2 separate regions of the Zea mays genome follow, and region 2 is linked to region 1. Evidence: chromatin contacts called from public Hi-C data. All regions are on one chromosome and are shown on one strand. The core of a region is the stretch at or near the end of the contact, and the rest is flanking DNA. Distances in the headings are between cores, read along the strand shown. Region 1 has its middle 3.3 kb from the start of LOC103643065. Region 2 holds the start of LOC100216761 (putative folate-biopterin transporter 4).

The links. Hi-C and Micro-C count contacts between places; a contact is called where the count stands out from the background.
Region 2: a contact with region 1 is called in a Hi-C map of bundle sheath, with 2.7 times the contacts expected there. The contact joins the promoter of LOC100216761 here to the enhancer-like site in region 1. A contact is called at or near these places in 2 of 25 Hi-C or Micro-C datasets (bundle sheath and ear).

What each region holds. Positions count from the first base shown.
Region 1 is chr3:9,375,416-9,379,300 of Zm-B73-REFERENCE-NAM-5.0, forward strand. No RefSeq gene overlaps it. Among protein-coding and RNA genes, the nearest start is that of LOC103643065, 3.3 kb to the right of the region's middle. Within about 2 kb of position 1,401, at least 19 of the 20 cell types and tissues checked have an H3K27ac peak or open chromatin away from gene starts, as enhancers often do. A contact at or near this core is called in bundle sheath and ear, where this site is marked.
Region 2 is chr3:9,836,824-9,840,509 of Zm-B73-REFERENCE-NAM-5.0, forward strand. It overlaps LOC100216761 (putative folate-biopterin transporter 4), which reads left to right and starts at 2,198. Exons shown (of 7, transcript NM_001359490.1): 1 at 2,198-2,528; 2 at 2,902-3,029; 3 at 3,326-3,547; 4 at 3,629-3,686. The coding sequence starts at 2,427.

The sequences.
Region 1 (3,885 bases), core at 151-2,650:
CGTACGATCGCAGGCGGATCTTGCAGGTAGGCCGTCAGATGCACCTCGCGATCCGGGGGGGCGGAGAGACGACGACAGGAGGAAGAGGGGGCCCCGTCTCGAGAGCACGGCCCGGTCGGTCTCAGCTTTGCCTTGTCCTCTTCTTGAGCGTACGACAGATGCCATGGTTTGGGTTTGGATCTGGGGTTTTCCACGAGATCTCTCCGAAACGTATTTGCTGTGGTCCTGTGGATGATGAATCCCGTAAGCTCTCAGCTATTGTTTTTGTGTGGCACGTACGTACGTAGATGAAACGGCACATCATGGACGTACATGCCAGGACACCAAATCTTTGGTTAAACAGCAGCAACAAAAAATCCACAGTATTTCTGTGTTAAAAAATAAGAAGCAGGGAAGCCAACGTACTTTTTTTTTCTTCCGATTTTTCATCGCCGGTTTAAAAAGAGAAGGTGAGATTGAGAGCCTCAAGGAGAAGTAAAAAAAAGAGGCGAAAAAAAGAGAGGAATCCTTTGGGATGTGGGCCTCACTTCCAACAGGCCCAAGGCCCGGGTGTGGGGCTGGGGCCAGGGCCAGTCCGCTTTTGTCAATGCCGGGCCATCGCTGTCCGTGTAAAAGCGGTGCCAGCGTGGGCCCCACCTGCTCGCAGGTCCAGCCCCCCACCCAACGGTCCCACCACGGGATAGATCGCGCTCGCCGCAGTCTACTCTAGGGTGGGGTGCGGTGTGCGTGGCGCGGGTCACCGTGCGAGTATCCCACCGCGGCGGCGCCACCCGCCCAGTGTACACGAGCACGCCGCCGCTGGCCCTCTTGTCTTGTCTTTGGTGCGCCGCGCGTGCACCAATGGATGATATGAGGCCATGAGGGCAATATCCAAGCTTCTACGAGAAATCACGCAAAAAAAAAGTTTAGTTTTCTTTTTCTTTTTTTTGAAAAAAAAAGAGTTTATTCTGATCTGCTATGCAGATACACTGTGCGTTCGTACATACATAAAAATTTAAAAAGTACTATCCACCAACTCTCTTGCTCGCCCAAGGTGATCCTCGCTTGAGCCGCCGAACCCAGGGCCAGTCCGGATCTTCTGCAGAGCTCGTACTCGGCCTGCCGTCGCTTCCACTAATTCGACGGGAATGATATGGGTGGGAGACGCAGACGCATCATCATCCGCTGCTGCTACGGCGTCTGGGTGCGCCACCGCCCCCACCGAGTCCTGCGCTGCGCCTGCGCTCTGGAGAAGGGAAAAAAAAGAGAGAGAGAGGGGAGAAGAGCACAAGAACGACAAAAGGCGAGCGAGGAATCCGGGTGTAGAGTACGGCCAGCACGGGCGCGTCCGTACCAAGTGGCCGGCGCAGAGGATCCGATGAGGTAGCGGAGGTAACCGCCCAAGCATCGGGTACCGAACTACCCGACTCCCGTCCCGAGCGTGTGGTTGGTGCTGACCGTGCGGCCTATGGCCATGGGGTGTGTGTGTGTGTGTGTGTGTGTGTGTGGGGGGGGGGGGGGGGGGGGGGGGGGGGGGGGCGCTGCGTGGCGTGGGCCGTGGAGCACCTGAAAACTCGCGCAAACCTTTTGTCAGGGCCTGCGTCTACTTGTCACGTGCGGATCAATCCCTCCTGCGGAAAATTGGAGGAGAACGAGGTAAAAATAGAGTAATTTATTCATCATTTTCCACTAATGATGTATTATATTTGAGTTCCTAAATTAGCCCTTAGAACTCGTGTGGATGCATTGGGATTAGAGGGGAACGAGAGACATAACCCTTTTGCTAGTCATTGTTCGGTAGCAAGAGTTTATATGTCCCTCACCCCCCCTCAAATTCTCATGCATCCAACCTAATGGCGTGTTCGGATAGAGGTGGATTAAACTTCTTACTAGTCAAAATTTAATAGAAAGTGATTTATTTCCTCTCACCAGTCCTCATGCAACCGAACAATACCTAAGGGCCAGTTTGAGAGTAAGGGAATTAGAGATGATTAAAGAGGTTATAATTTCATTTTTTATTAAAAATTAAACAATAAGAGATTTAACCCTCTATGGACCCCCTCCTTTTAAGCACCATATTTGGCACCTGTTACGGCTGGATGGTCCGACTATATGGCCCGGACAGTCTACAATCAGATTAACTTCAATAAGAATACTTATTCTATGTATGACTATCCTAACCTATCCATCGAAATCTATGGACCGTATTTGTATGGCGATGTGGCACGCATAAACGTTCGTACGTGGTGGACCATGGCACAGTGCCCTGGCCTGATGAGGTGATGACACGGGCAGAAGGAACCAAGCAATCCGCCGATGGATCGAACGGACCCTCCTCGATGGCTGATGTATATGTTTGCACGCATCGTCCACATCTCACAACGGCAAGAAACAGTGAAGCGGAAGGGCAGGGCAGCAGAGGGGGCCGGGGGAGGGAGAGAATAGATGATGGAGCAGCACAGTACAGTGGAGTGGTGTCTGTCATGTAGGGGTCTGGACTGGACGTTACGTACATGGCCTGATGGCCATGCAGTGCAGCGCCGGTCCCACCACCCACCTCTACAGGCTCCACACCTCCACTCTACGTACTACCGCATAATGAGCTGCTGCACTGCATCTGCATCTGCGTGCCACCAGAACAGTACAGTGCTGGTGCTGCTGCCATCATCATCATAGATGCGAAGACTGTAACAGCAACGAGGAGGAAGAAACCATGGCGAGAGAGAGAGACGCGGTTTCCGGTCCATCCATCCATCCTACTGTTACAATAGAAAAGAGAAAAGAGAAAAGAGAGAGAGAGGCTCTCCGCTCTCCTCTTCGTCCTCCTCCTCGGCTCCTCCCATGGCGAAAGCATGGGCGCTTTCAGAAAGCGACCTCGTCACGAGACGAACAGGAGGCCATCCCCACGCCACCACATGCAGAGACAGAGAGAGGTTGCTAGCTAAGCTAGGAGGGCGAAAAAAGACGCCCAGTTACCACAACGCTAGCCGCCGTGAATAAACTCGGAGAGAGGGAGAGAGAGAGTCGGCTTTATGCTTTCTTTCGTAGTACTGGATCAGGAACAGTAATAGTGGTGGCTGCCGGCAGGTTAAAGCGTGCGCGATCTGAATCAGCAGGGGGGCAGCTTTGAAATTCTCGGGAGGAGGTGTATTGAAGAGAGGGAAAATGGAGAGATTTGTCTCTAGGACATTAGCTCGATCGGCGTCAGAAGAACTCGTCCGTCTTTTTTCTCATTGGATCGAGACACGGTTTCTCTAAATTTAGAGGATCAAATGGTCTTCTATACTCTAAAGCAGCGTCTTCTAAACGATCGTCTAAATTTAGATGACGTTGCTGCTGGATTATCTATATATATAGTTTCTCTAAACGGTCCTCTCCATTTGAATACTTTAAATAATCGGTATAGCAAAACTAAAATATGTAAAATACATTTGAGAGTATGATAAATACGTACGTACAAAAATTAAAAATAAAAATTATCTCTAATATATTTATTTGAGTATATATGACGTAATTCAGAGGACGTTGAGGAAGAAGATATAATCTTTTAGAGGAGAATGTAAATGACGAATATATATGATGAATATATAGAGGATGTTGTTGGAGCAGTGTAATAATCAGGTAGAATCGTCTGTCGTCGCCTTAGAAATAACATTTCCCTTTTATATACAATATCAAATATAGGCATCCTCCAAATGCATGTAGTTTATTTATATAAGTAACAAACTTCACAGTAGCTCTAGGGTGTTTTAGTCCTTTTAGTATATGTATGCCTCTCCTCTACTACGTGGACAAGAAGATTTTTAATTGATATATGGCGTGCTAGTATACACAAATTTATATAAATATTTTTATAGTGTTCATTCGGCTAAAACAAGTTTTCAGGCGTGCTGATCACAGAACCGA
Region 2 (3,686 bases), core at 948-3,447, 460 kb after region 1:
CAAAGAATAATGCCTTCCACATGGTATCTAGACATCTAGTGGATCACTAAGGTTGTGACGCCGCCTTGCTACTAATGAGTGGAGCAGCAAACATGATGCATACCCGGACCATTTCAAGTGCAGCACAACAGGAGCACTATATTGTAAAGGGTAAGGAAGGAGAAGCAACAACCGACCAAAGAAGAAAAAGGAAAGAAAAGAAGAGAGGCGGTAGAGGAAGCGACGAACCCTCCTCCATCTCCACTACTCTCTAATCATCCGCTGGTGGATTAAGGGGGTGTTTGGTTTCTAGGGACTAATGTTTAGTCCCTAGATTTTATTCCTTTTTAGTGTATAAATTGCTAAATATAGAAACTAAAATAAAGTTTTAGTTTCTATATTTGGTAATTTTGGAACTAAAATAGAATAAAATCTAGGAACTTTTATTTTAGTTTCTATATTTAGCAATTTATACACTAAAAAGGAATAAAATCTAGGGACTAAACATTAGTCCCTAGAAACCAAACACCCCTAAACTATGAATCACATCAGCAACAGCGCAGCGCACCCACCCCAACCCCACCCCACCTCTCCCAAAAGCAAAGCACGTTGGTAATCTAACCAATCCCCTCCGCTTCCTTCCTTCCTTCCTTCCACCACCACCAGCACCACCACTCCACCAGCGTTCCACCCGTCCTCTCCCCCCCTGCCCGCCCCTTTCCCTCCCTCCCCAAATCCCTTGCCCCGTCTTGATCGGGCGGCGGGGGGGCGGCCAGGCTGGCAAGTCGCGCGGCGATGATCTCCTCGCCCTCTCCGTCGCCGTCGTCGTCCCGGACGTCCAAGGGTGGCTCCGCGACGCCGCCGAGTCGGGCCAGCAAGTGGCGCAGCGGCGCGGTGCGCGGGGTGTACGGGCGGCGCCTGCTGGACGCGCTCCGCGCCACGGGCGGTGGCCAGCCGCGCGCCGTGAAGGCGGCGGCCGACTCGGCGCTGGCGCTGACCGCGCGCGGCCAGACGCGGTGGAGCCGCGCCATCCTGCTCGCCGGCGCGGTCTGCAGCCGCCGCCGCGTCCTCGTCAAGGCGGGCGGCAAGGTCCGGCGGCGGCGCCGCCCGCCTCCGCCGGTGCAGGCCAGAGACAAGGCGGCGGCGGCGGCGGCGCTAAAGGGTAAGGAGGGTAAGGTGCAGGAGCGGCTCCGCGTGCTGGGCCGCCTCGTCCCGGGCTGCCGGAAGCTACCCACGCCCGCGCTGCTGGAGGAGGCCGCCGACTACGTGGCCGCGCTGCAGATGCAGGTCAGCGCCATGCGCGCGCTCGCCGACGCGTTGGCGGCCGCGCAGCTGTCGTCGCCGGCGGACGCGGAGGCGGAGGCGGAGGCGGAGAGGTGAGGCGTGACCACGTGGGTGGGTGGGATTGACTGCTTGATTGGCCTAGCCGCCTGGCCCCATGACATGATTGATCACCAGCTCCAGCTTCCAGCTCGCTCCCCCACCTGCCGGATTCCGATGGGGGGATCGGGGGAGGGGAAGAAAACAATAATCATTTGCGGTGCGTTCGTGGGTTGCTCTTGTCGGGAGAGATTGGTGGTGGGACTAGCAGAGTGATGACCATTTCGTTCTATGCAGCCTGAATTGCTGCTGCTCGTGATTTGTTGTAAATTCCGTACACCTTACTCCTACTACCCCAGCTGCCTGCTACTTGTGCATAAAGCAAATGCTGCTCCTCTCATCGCCTGTTCTGCTGCGCTGTGGTACTTTACTCTTGTGTCAGTACAAAAGATTTGGTGGATAATTGTGTCTGGCATGCCATGATTCTTGTACCAGGGAAATGAATGATCCGAATTAGTGTTGTGCTGTGACTGAGCCGAGTCCCCCCCTTTCATCGGAAATGCTTTGGCCCTGTGCCTTCTATGGCTCTATCATCATCTATACTTTTGTGGTTGGGACAAAAAATAAAGAATTTGAATCCTGTACGAAAAATTCCCCGCGTAGTGGTTTGGACCACAACGTGAAGGTCCTGTTTGATTAGCGCCCGAGTGGCATGAACGAGCTCCAACCTGTGATGCTTCAAGTTGGTTTATTAGTTTTTTTTATCAAAGTTGGTTTATTAGTTGGGTCGTAACACAACTGGCATTTTCATTTCCAAACAAACAAAAAAAAAACGCTGGGCTTGACAACAAAAGGCCCAACATTAGGAACCAGGCCCGGCCAACCCCCGCACGTGACTGCCGTCCGCCGTTCCGGTCCTCGCCCGGTCGCCCCTCCCCGCGTCGTGCTCGTGTCGTGTCGGCCGTCGGTGGTTCCTGGAACTGGAAGGAAGGAGACCCGGCCCCTCGCCTCGTCTGACCTCTCTCGTCCCCTCCGCCATCTCATTTCGCTTCCCTTTACCTCCCTCCCCGGTGGATGTGGATCCATACCGTGTCCTAGCCCTACATCGCAGCGCGAAGCAAGGAGCCATGGCGGCGGCCCAGCATCATCAGTTGTGGTGGCCGGGGCGGATGGCAGCGGCGTTCGGGCCCTCCTTCCTCTGCCTCGTCTGCCTCATCTACTTCATCCAGGTCTCTCTCTCTCTCTCACATTTTCCCTAGTCTACGATCCTAGGCTTCTATTCCCTTAATAGCCTGTATAATTACGATTAGTAATTGTCCGCATGTTGATTGTTTAGATCTGAAACTTATCGCATCCCACACCACGCCGTTTGGGAGAAATGACATATCAGATAGTCATACGCAGAAATGCCTTACTAGCTTCTAATATAGTTCTGATACAGGCCACGGAAAATACATTCCTTAGCATACCTAGTTACCTGCAAGAGCTCCTCGTTTCATCAGTCAATCAACAGACCAAGAGCCTAGCCTTTCTGCAAATCTAAATGAGCCCCAACCTGTTCACACGCGTGCTAAATCAATCACGTTCCTTCGAACATTCTAGGGTTTCAGGTCTTTCGTCTGGACAGCTGTCTCCTACCAAATGAAGGACGTGATGAAGCTATCGCCCTCTACATCGCAGTTTCTGGTCTCCCTTGCATATTTCCCTTGGAGCATCAAACCTATATATGGGTATGGTTTTGTTGCCTTGTGTATCTTCTATTGCTTTTCTTCTACTGCTAGTAACTAGTAACGAAACCTGCTGGCGATGCAGCAATGATTTTAGCGACAGATGGTTAACCTGTATGCTCCATTTAACTTCCTGCTTCCAGAGTTGCATGCTTCTTGAAAATATTTTCTTGTTACTTAAGAAACCTATATGTCCATATGTCTCCACGCATGCATAATTTCATCCATTCTGTTTCACGTTTCTTATTGAAATCTAAGTCCTACTTTTTGGCTGCTCATACGCCAATTGTTTTCTGCAGGATCTTGTCAGATTGCGTTCCAATTAAACAGAGGAAGCGTATACCCTATTTGATCATTTCTAGTTGCCTTTCTCTACTTCCGTGGCTTATCCTAGGACTATCACAAGCTTTAAGGAGCTCAGCCAATATGCTCACTGCCTTGCTCATAGTACAGAATCTGGGATCTGCGATGGCGGATGTTGTTATAGATGCAATGGTTGCGGAAGCAGTTCGATCAGCCGGGTAGGCTTCTTGATGTTTCCTGTGTCCCTATTTGGCATGCTGCTATGGAGTATTGTGAAAACCTACTAATTTTATTTCCAGGCCGGAGTTTGCTGGCGATCTACAGTCATTATCTTGGTCATCGATGGCTGTAGGTGGG